Regions from separate parts of the Pan troglodytes genome. Here all the other regions are linked to region 3. A link is a contact called in public HiChIP or PLAC-seq data. All regions are on one chromosome and are shown on one strand. The core of a region is the stretch at or near the end of the contact, and the rest is flanking DNA. Distances in the headings are between cores, read along the strand shown. Region 1 holds the start of NES (nestin). Region 2 holds the start of MRPL24 (mitochondrial ribosomal protein L24). Region 3 holds the start of PEAR1 (platelet endothelial aggregation receptor 1).

The links. HiChIP or PLAC-seq counts read pairs in DNA pulled down with a chosen protein or histone mark.
Region 1: an H3K4me3 HiChIP or PLAC-seq map of stem cell-derived excitatory neurons shows a contact between it and region 3, with 8 times the contacts expected there. The contact joins the promoter of NES here to the promoter of PEAR1 in region 3. A contact is called at or near these places in 1 of 1 datasets of contacts at active chromatin or transcription factors (stem cell-derived excitatory neurons) and 1 of 1 other capture datasets (stem cell-derived neural stem cells).
Region 2: a contact with region 3 is called in an H3K4me3 HiChIP or PLAC-seq map of stem cell-derived excitatory neurons, with 6 times the contacts expected there. The contact joins the promoter of MRPL24 here to the promoter of PEAR1 in region 3. A contact is called at or near these places in 1 of 7 Hi-C or Micro-C datasets (stem cell-derived neural progenitor cells) and 1 of 1 datasets of contacts at active chromatin or transcription factors (stem cell-derived excitatory neurons).

Annotation. Positions count from the first base shown.
Region 1 is chr1:92,519,971-92,522,931 of NHGRI_mPanTro3-v2.0_pri, reverse strand. It overlaps NES (nestin), which reads right to left and starts at 1,480. Exons shown (of 4, transcript XM_003308514.6): 1 at 550-1,480. The coding sequence starts at 1,332.
Region 2 is chr1:92,455,939-92,458,871 of NHGRI_mPanTro3-v2.0_pri, reverse strand. It overlaps MRPL24 (mitochondrial ribosomal protein L24), which reads right to left and starts at 1,480. Exons shown (of 6, transcript XM_003949609.5): 1 at 1,077-1,480. It overlaps HDGF (heparin binding growth factor), which reads right to left. Exons shown (of 7, transcript XM_063796866.1): 7 at 2,007-2,933.
Region 3 is chr1:92,304,856-92,307,742 of NHGRI_mPanTro3-v2.0_pri, reverse strand. PEAR1 (platelet endothelial aggregation receptor 1) reads left to right here and starts at 1,553. Exons shown (of 24, transcript XM_016929509.3): 1 at 1,553-1,745.

The DNA.
Region 1 (2,961 bases), core at 231-2,730, 220 kb before region 3:
CAGCTGCTGGTCACATCTGTGCCCTGTGAGAAGGAGCAGCTGTTATGGGCCTCTGGAATGTGCTCCAGGGAGCCGAGAAGCCATGGCATGGGAGGGGGCTGGTAGCCATTCATTCACGGCCCCTCACTCCTCCCCTCAGGGGGAGGAGGGCTGTGAGGAACTTGGTGATTCTGAGTGGCCAGGCCACCAGATTCAGCGCAGAGGCGACAGTGCTGGGTGTCCTCCTAGTAATACCAGAGCCTGGGAAGGGGCCCGGAGCCCCAGTCATCATCAGAGCCAGAAGGTGCCATCCAGAGAGTGGCGGGGCTGCTGCAACGGGTCTTGGGCCTGACTGCCCACCCGGGATGTGCTTCGAGAAGCCCCACCATTCGCATCCTACACTAGACGGGCTGTAAAAGTCTAGGACGTGTGGCACCAGGTTTCTGAGAACTGGCTCCTGATTCAGCAGCCAGCTAGCCCCACTCCCTTCCCAGAAGGTCTCTGAGCTTCATAAGGGACTTTCTGGAGCGTTCTGGGACTTTCTCTCACCCAGGCCCTCAACCTCCTCACCTGGAACTTTTCAGTAGCCCGCAGCCGCTCCTGCCAGCGGTCCTCCAACCTCTGTTCCAACGCTGCCCTGCGCTCCTGGAGGCCTCCGCGCTCAGCCTGGAGCTGCTGCAGCTCCAGGCGGCCCTCGCGGGCACCCTGCACCGCCCGGCCCAGCCGCTCGCGGGCCTGGCCCAGCGACGTCTCCATGTGTGCCACGCGCTCCTGGTAGCCGCGCACTGCCCCGCGCCACGCCTCGCCCAGTCGCCTTGCCAGCTCCTCCACCTCCGGGGCCGGCGCGGGAGGCCCGCGGGGCGGCGCTGGGCAGCGGGGGGCACAGGCAGCCTGCGCGTTCAGGCCGACGCGCTCCTCCTCGTGCGCCACGCGTAGAGCCTCTAGCTCGCGCTCCAGCTCTGCCGCCTGGCTACTCAGCCAGGCCCGGGCGCATTTCTCTGCCTCGACGGCGCGCCGGTTGCGGGCTACCTCCTCCGTCGTCCGCTCCCGGACCAGCCGCAGCTGCTGGCATCGGCCTGCCACGCCCTCCAGCTCTTCAGCCAGGTTGTCGCGCGCCACCTCGGCCGCGTGCTTCTCCCGCCAGCGTTGGTCAACGAGGGCCCGCAGGGCCGCCAGCTCGTCGTCGGCACGCGCCCGCCAGGAGGTGTCCGCGGATTGTGCCCGGAGCCCCCCGAGCTCCGCGCTGAGCAGCTCATTCTGCTCCTCCAGCGCCTTGACCCGGGCCAGGTAGGCCTCCAGGCGCCGATTGAGCTCCCACATCTGAAACGACTCCTCCCCCATGCAGCCCTCCATCCTGCTCGTCTGACCCACTGAGGATGGACAGACGCGGGGCACCGGGAGAAGGGAGCGGCTCGCAGAGCTTTTAGGACGGAAGAGAAAAGAGACCGACGGGGACAATGACGGGGCGGGGCGGGGTGGGAGTAGCCTGAGCGACTGAGAGTCGGGAGTGGGAGCGAGGCTATTCATACTCCCGCCAGGCGGGCGGGAAGAGGGGCGGGACCCAGGCCTTAACCCCTTAGAGGTCAGAGAGTGGCAGCAGCCTCTGTCCCTGCTTCCCCAGGGTGCTGGAGAGTGGAACCAAAGAAGAAGCTGTACCATGGAGAATCGGATCTGATGGTGGTGGCTTTCTGAGGGAGGAGGCTGTGAAGAAGGGTCACAATCCCCGAAAAAGGCAGATAATGCACAGAACTGAGCCTGTGGGGGTGGGAGTGCCAGGACGTTCCAGCCTGGGAGGGAGTGCAGTCTCAGTTACTCAACACATCCGAGAGAGGTATCACTTACTGAATTCCTCTAAGACTCAGTTTCCTCATCCATAAAATGGGAGCAATGATGGAAATCGCATAGCTGCTGAAAAAAATGGATGTGGCCAGGTTTTTGTTTTTTGTTTTTAAAATAGCAAATGCTCCTCCTCCTGAAATACTGGAGAGAGTACTACAGCATTGCAGAAAGAAGCTAGAGAGACGCTGCCTGGAAAACAAGAACAAATGTCTGATATTAGGACACACGGATACACACACACACACACACACACACACACACACACACACACACACACGCTATTGCCTGAGTCTCCATCAGAAAAGGGAGCGACCAGGTTAAGGGCCGTCATGGGCTTAAGAACGTTTGTCCATCCTTCCTACAAGTCTTCTGTATAACTGCGAGGTTCAAACATCCGCTTTAGGAAGTTCTGTTCTTGGGGAAGGGCCCCTTCTCCCGCACCCCCTGCCAGGGAATGTTGGGTAGTGGACGCCCTCTGGCGGCTTTCAGAAGTGGAAGCAGCAGGAAGAGGCCATTCTTTTCCTTCCTAACGACTAGCCCAAGTTTATCCAGCCTTTATGTTGTGCCCAGTCGTGTTCCAATATTTTACTTCCATGATCTGACTTAATCTTCAAAACAACCTTTTAAAGATTCTACAGTTTATGAAGTAGAGAGCTCACCAAGGGTGAGAGTAGTAGGGAAGGCTTTCTGGACGGAGTGCATCCTTGAGCTGGGAGGTAAAGGACAGGTGGGATTTGGGGGATTTACAGTGAAGGAGAAGTAGGGCTGGGGAGGAGATGCAGGGATAATGAGACGGAGGGGATCTTTGGGGAAGGCGTTTCTGATCAAGCTGCTAAATCCAATTTAGCTCAAGTGTTAATTGAGTACCTACTATGTGTCAGCACCAAAGAGATTGCAGGAACTCTGTCCTAGCCCTGGAAATGCTTATAGTTTGGTGATGTGAGGTCAACAGTGATGGGCACTCATAGTCTGGTGGTGGAGGTAAACATAAAAAGATGACTACAATACTTAATCAGCCTCCAAGGTGCTGGGGACAGAGCCAGGCAGCACAGAGGATGGAGAGGGTTTTCTGGGTAGAGGGTACAGCCAGGTCAATAACCAGGAAGTCATCCCTCCAATATTCCCTCCCCTTGAGGAGTCTCT
Region 2 (2,933 bases), core at 231-2,730, 150 kb before region 3:
CAAATATATATTCCAGCACAGTTATATTTATGGAAAGGAAACAAGAAACCAAAGTACTTGTTTTAGGGGAGAGGAACTGTTTGGGAGGTCTGTTAATTCCATTTTGTTCCTTCCCGTAACGTTTGCATTTTCTAACCATGTGCATTTAAAAATATGTATTAACGGTTTATCTGAACAGTGAGATACTGGCTCATTTTTCTTCTTTATACTTCTCAGTATAAAGGCCTGATGTTATTTTCGGAAAAAGAAACAAAAACAAACAAACAAAAAACCCACCTGTCATTTTCAATTAATGCTGACTGGCCTAAGTGTTCCTGTGAGTATTCAACAAATGCTTAGGGAGGACTACTATATGACAAACCTAATGCTGGGAATTTCATTGCCGGCATTTGGTCTTCACATTGCCCAGTGAGGAAGGTGAGGTTGCCAGATGCATCGTAAAGTCCCTTTTACAGACAAGGAAATCAAGGCCCTGAAAGCCGGAGTGACTACCCTGGTTCATACAGCTTGACTAGGAGTAGGGCCAATCTTAAGACCCGAGCCTTCTGCGTGATTGCTGCAAGGAGCCCCTTCACCTCAGTCAATCCAGGTCTGAACCACCCCAGCCCAGAGCAGCTTGCATGCCCCCGAGATCCTTCCCTTCTTTCCCTCCACAATCTGGAGATGCTGCTGGTGAGCGTCCCGCAGTGGGGTTTTGCCTGCATGTTCTGAAGGCGCAGTGCAATGTAGTGGGTCGAAGGTCTGCCCTCTCAGGTCACGGCTCCAAAGGCTTCCCCCACCAGCCTCATCCCAGACATCGCCAAGGCCTAGCTGTCTTCAGCACCCACCCGCTCCAAACTTCCGGTGCAAAGAAACCCTGGGGAGGCGACTGAGCCATGGCCAGGGAAAAGGATAGGCTCTTCCCGCACCTGCCTCTCGGACGGGCACCTCTAGGGCGGGCGGCCCTCACCTCCACTTTCCGCGGCACTTCGGATTATCAGCACATGGGCCCTCAGCGTCCCCTCCCCCGCCACGCCCGTCGACTTTCTGGGAGTTGTAGTCCAAGTGTAAAACGGAAGATCAACCACGAATCTTACCTCTCAGCATGCTGGGAGTTGTAGTCCGCCGCTAGAAAGCTGGAAACAGGAAGTTTGGCGGGGGTAGGAAATCAAGGAAACCGGAACACACCATGAAGCATGTCGGGAATCGAAAGGCAAGTTGGTTCGGCCGGCCCGCCTGGCACATTCCCGCGCATGCTCTGCGTGGAGGCCGCTGGGAATTGTAGTTTCTAGAGAAGAAGGCTCCATTTTCTAGGTGGTTGTGGCTTCCTGTTCAAGGCAAAGGGCCGCCCTTTCCAGACAGGGCTACCGCCAATGCTCTCCCTGTCCTTCTCTGCTGGAGTGGGGGCAGGGCAGATTCAAAAACTGCCGGTAGGCTTTCTAGAGGAAGGGATGAAACGTGGGCCCTTCCAATGCTAGTAGCCGATCTAGTTACAAAATGTCAGATCTGGAAGGAAACAGAAATGATCTAAGCCAGTCATTCCACTTAACTCAGGGAGTACTGGCGGGATTTCACCCTACCAACCCCCTCCCCCTACCACCCCATCACCAGCTAAGGGTGGCAGGTACCCCTAGCATTAGCAAGGAGAAAGGGTTATCCTATTATTTGACTTGCACTTTGGGGTCAAATTGTTTATACAACCAGCCTCCAAACTCCCACTTCATGGCCATCTTGGGCTGTGGCCGATACTGGCAATGCTCCCACACCCCACTTCTTGTGCAAACCCTTTTTTAAAAAAAACTTTCCCAGGTGCGTTAAACAGTGGCTGGGCAAGAGTAGAATGAATGGTGTGGTTTATTCTACGACTCTGCCCACAAGAAGTTTGGATTTCCAAATGCCTAAAAATGGAGGAGGTTGACACCCTCTACCTAAATCTGAGATGACCTGGAAATCATTTGCATTCCATTACCCCACTTTCCGTCTTCAGTTAACCAATACACCCCCAAAGAATCAGTCAGAATCCAATATAGTAATCAACGGGTTTTATTTTCCTAGAACTGAAATCATCTACGGTTCTCAGAGCTAAACTTCCAAAGCTACAGTCAGCAATTTTTCATCAGAGCCCAAGGGAGAGGGGCCAGGGTAAAAGAGACGAGACTGTAGAGAGGCATAGAGAGACCAGTAGGAAGAGGGTGGGAGAGGGCACTTATTTCTCTCTGTCCTCTCAGTGGGTTACAAATCAGATCTGGTGACAACACTGAGGGGGCCAGGTCAGGGTATGTGGATGAGAAATGACACTGGAAGGAACATCAAAGCCCCAGCTACAAAAAGAAAGTCATCAAGCCCCAAATAGAAGGGGAGCCTCCCAGTGCACCTCAGAAATGGGGGCAACGATGGGGAAGGAGCAGAATGGAGAGCACACAAAGGGTTAGGGGTCTTTAAAATTTTTTTTTGTAATTTTCTTTTATTAAAAACATTTCCTAAAAAATGTGTCTTTTCCTTTATGTCTGGGTGATATATATGACTATAAGCTGGCCTTGAGCACTGTGTGGAGAGGAAAAAGGACAGCTAGGAGTCTTCCCAAGCATCCTATTTGTGGCTTCAGAGATCTAAAGGGGGACAGATGCTCAACACTCCCACCCAAATGGGTAAAGTCAACCCTTCAGGTCTCAGGTCCTTGGCCTGAACAACTTGGAAGCCCCAAATTCGCTTGATGATTAACTACAACTCCCAAAACTCTTGGGGTCGGCAAAAGGAAAAATGGGTGTTGTCAATCATCAAGGATTTATGGAAAGGAGCCCCTCCCCTACAAGCTGTCCCACTTTCCCTGAATCTAGGCAGCTGGGATAATAGGTGTAGCAGGGGACAGGAGCTCAGAAGGAGGCTGCCCTCCTGTGCTGCCCCCACCTCGCATTTGAGGATTGCCCCTCCCAGGCCCCACAAGCCCACCCTGC
Region 3 (2,887 bases), core at 304-2,803:
GACGTGTGGGCGCGCGCCTGTAATCCCAGCTATTCAGGAGGCTGAGGCGGGAGAATCGCTTGAACCCGGGAGGCAGAGGTTGCAGTGAACTGAGATCGTGCGTGGGAGACAGAGCAAGACTCCGTCTCAAAACCAAACCAAATAGTGCTTCTGCCACTAATTAGTGTCCTAAGCCGCTCAGGACGTCGGTTTCGCCATATGTAAAAGGACATAATGATGAAACCAATCTCGAGTGAAGGATTCAATGAGGCAATACGCCTGAAGGGCTGACCACGGCGAAAGCTAATGTTCATTGCTATCAGGCGGGGAAGGGCTCCCAGGTCCGGTCCCCCGGCTGTGGGGCTCTGGGAAGCGGATGCTAGCCGCGAGGTGGCGCTCGCACCGGACTCGGTGGGCTTAGGAGTTGCTTACGCGCTGCTGGGTGTGGGCCGGAGGCGGGGCGGGTAGAGGCGGAGAATGCTTCCCAGGGTCACACCCTCCCGCGGTGTGACTTTTTTTTCTTTTTTTTTCTTTCTTTTTTTTAAGATAGGGTCTCGCTCTGTCGCCCAGGCTGGAGTGGAGTGGCAGGATCTTGGCTCACTGCAGTCTCGACCTCCTAGGCTCAAGCGATCCTTCCTCTTCAGCCTCCCCAGTAAACCGAGACCACAGGTGCGCGCCACTACACCTGGCGCGTTTTTTTTTTTGACGGAGCTGTGCTCTGTCGCCGAAGCTGGAGTGCAGTGGCACGATCTCGGCTCACTGCCACCTTCGTCTCCTGGGTTCCAGCGATTCTCCTGCCTCAGCCTCCCCCAGTAGCTGGGATTACAGGCGCCCACTACCACGCCCGGCAATTTTTTTTGTACTCTTCGTAGAGACGGGGTTTCACCGTGTTGGCCAGGCTGGTCTCTAACTCCTGACCTCAAATGATCCTCCCTCCTTGGCCTCCCAAAGTGCTGGGATTACAGGCCTGAGCCACGGCGCCCGGCCCTAATTTTTGTATTTTTAGTAGAGACAGGATTTCGCCATGTTGGCCAGGCTGGTCTCCAAACTCTGGGCTCCACGATCGGCCGGCCTCGGCCTTCCAAAGTGCTGGGATTATAGGCATGAGCCACCGCGCCCGGCCTTCCGCAGTGCGATTAGGGGCGGCAGGAGGAGAGGGGGGCCTCGCCCTGTCAGCCTCTCCGAGACTAGTGGGATGCGGTGCCCGGGAGGGGTCTTAATAAGATCACGGTTGCTGGGCAGCACTGGACAGTGCCCGACGTAGGCGATCTCATTGATTCCTTCCCACAACCCCACTTTGCAGATAGGAAAGCGGAGGCACGAGAGGTTAAGTAACCCAGGCCGCACAACGAGGGGAAGCTAGGGAGGGACTGGGGCCCTGGGCCCCTGCGCTGACCTCCCCTCCTCATCCCCTTCTTATCCCCCTCTGCTCCTGGCCCAGGCCGCGCAGAGTCGGCCTCTGTGATCCCACCCAGAATACAGTTTTCCCTCCCGGGCGCCTGGATCTCCCCTCCCCCGGCTCCTGTTTCCTTGTCAAAACTTCCTGCCTTGGCGAGGGCCCGAGTTCCCACCCCCTTCCTGCCCCCCGCCCCTCGGCGCCCCTCCCGGCCCTGCGATCAGCAGCGTCCCGCCTCCCCGCCGCTCCCGCAGTCAGGCTGGGGCTCGAAGCGGGGACCCTCGCCCCGTCCTCGGCTGTCCAGTCCTCCTCCTCGCAGACCCCGGCGGTTCCTACCCCAGGCCGCAGGGGAGACGGGGCCCCAAGGCAGGTGAGTGACTGCGCGCCCCCTGGCAGGGGAGGCCCGGTGGTGCGGCCCCGGAGACCACCCTGCCCCGGGGAAAGGGCTTGCGGTCCCCCTCCTCGACTGGAGTCTGAGGCCCCAGACCCAGGAGTGTAGAAAAGAGGGACTGATGGAGAGAGACGTGAAGGAGGGGAAGGGGACAGTGGAGGGGGCCAGAGAGGATGGGTTGGGGGTTCCCTTCCGTAATGAACATGTAAATGAGATGAAATGCTAGCGAGGTTGTTCCCTAAGCCCCTGGTCCCGGGACTTTGTGAGTCAGGGGCAGCCTGGCCCACTGCCCCCTCCCAGGGTTGGGAAGAGAAGACTGGGTGCTGTCCTTGGCTTTCAAGGGAAGTGTAGCCACAAGAGCATCGACACTGGAGCCAAGACTGCCTAAGTGCCACCCTCCACTCTGCAGCTTACTGTCTGTGGGGTCTTGGTCAAGAGGCCTGACCTCTGTGCCTCAGTTTCTCATTTCTAAAGGAGAATAATATAGGGCCTACCTCATGGGTTGTGAGGCTTAAGTGAGCAAAAACGTGTCTCCTGCTTTGAATGATGCTAGATAAACAGATTATCAGTGTCATCTCTCTGTCCACCGGCAGGAATGTTTGAGGGAGGATGTAGGGGAAGGACCCAGGTTTGCCGGTCCCTGGCTCTCACATCTTTGCCAGTTATGAGGACTGGGGGTTCAGCTTGAGGTCCCGGGCAACTGGATCCTCAGAAAACTTGGCAGGCTGATGATCTGAAGTTGTGCTAAGGGCCAGGTGGGTGTGTGGGGGGTCCAGGAGCCCAGGCCCCAGCAAGGCAACCCTTCACCCCCACCCCCATCTCCAGCCTCCAGTAGCTGCTCTCCACTCCCCTGTTCTGGCCTGTTATGAGTGGCCTCTCCTGGGGCTGTGCTGTGACCCTAGTCCCTGGGGACAGGAACAGCTTGTGCTGGCCTGAGGTTCCCAGGCTCAGCCAGGCCTCAGCTCGGGCAGGATTGGGCCGGGTGTCAGCTCTCAACCCTGGCCTAAGCTGGCCTTGTGCTAGGGGGACGGCTGGAGACGGGGGAGCTCATCTCTGAACCCCACTCAAAACCAGCTCATGGTATAGGGCCTGTTGTGTGTGCTTGTGAGCCAGTCATAAGC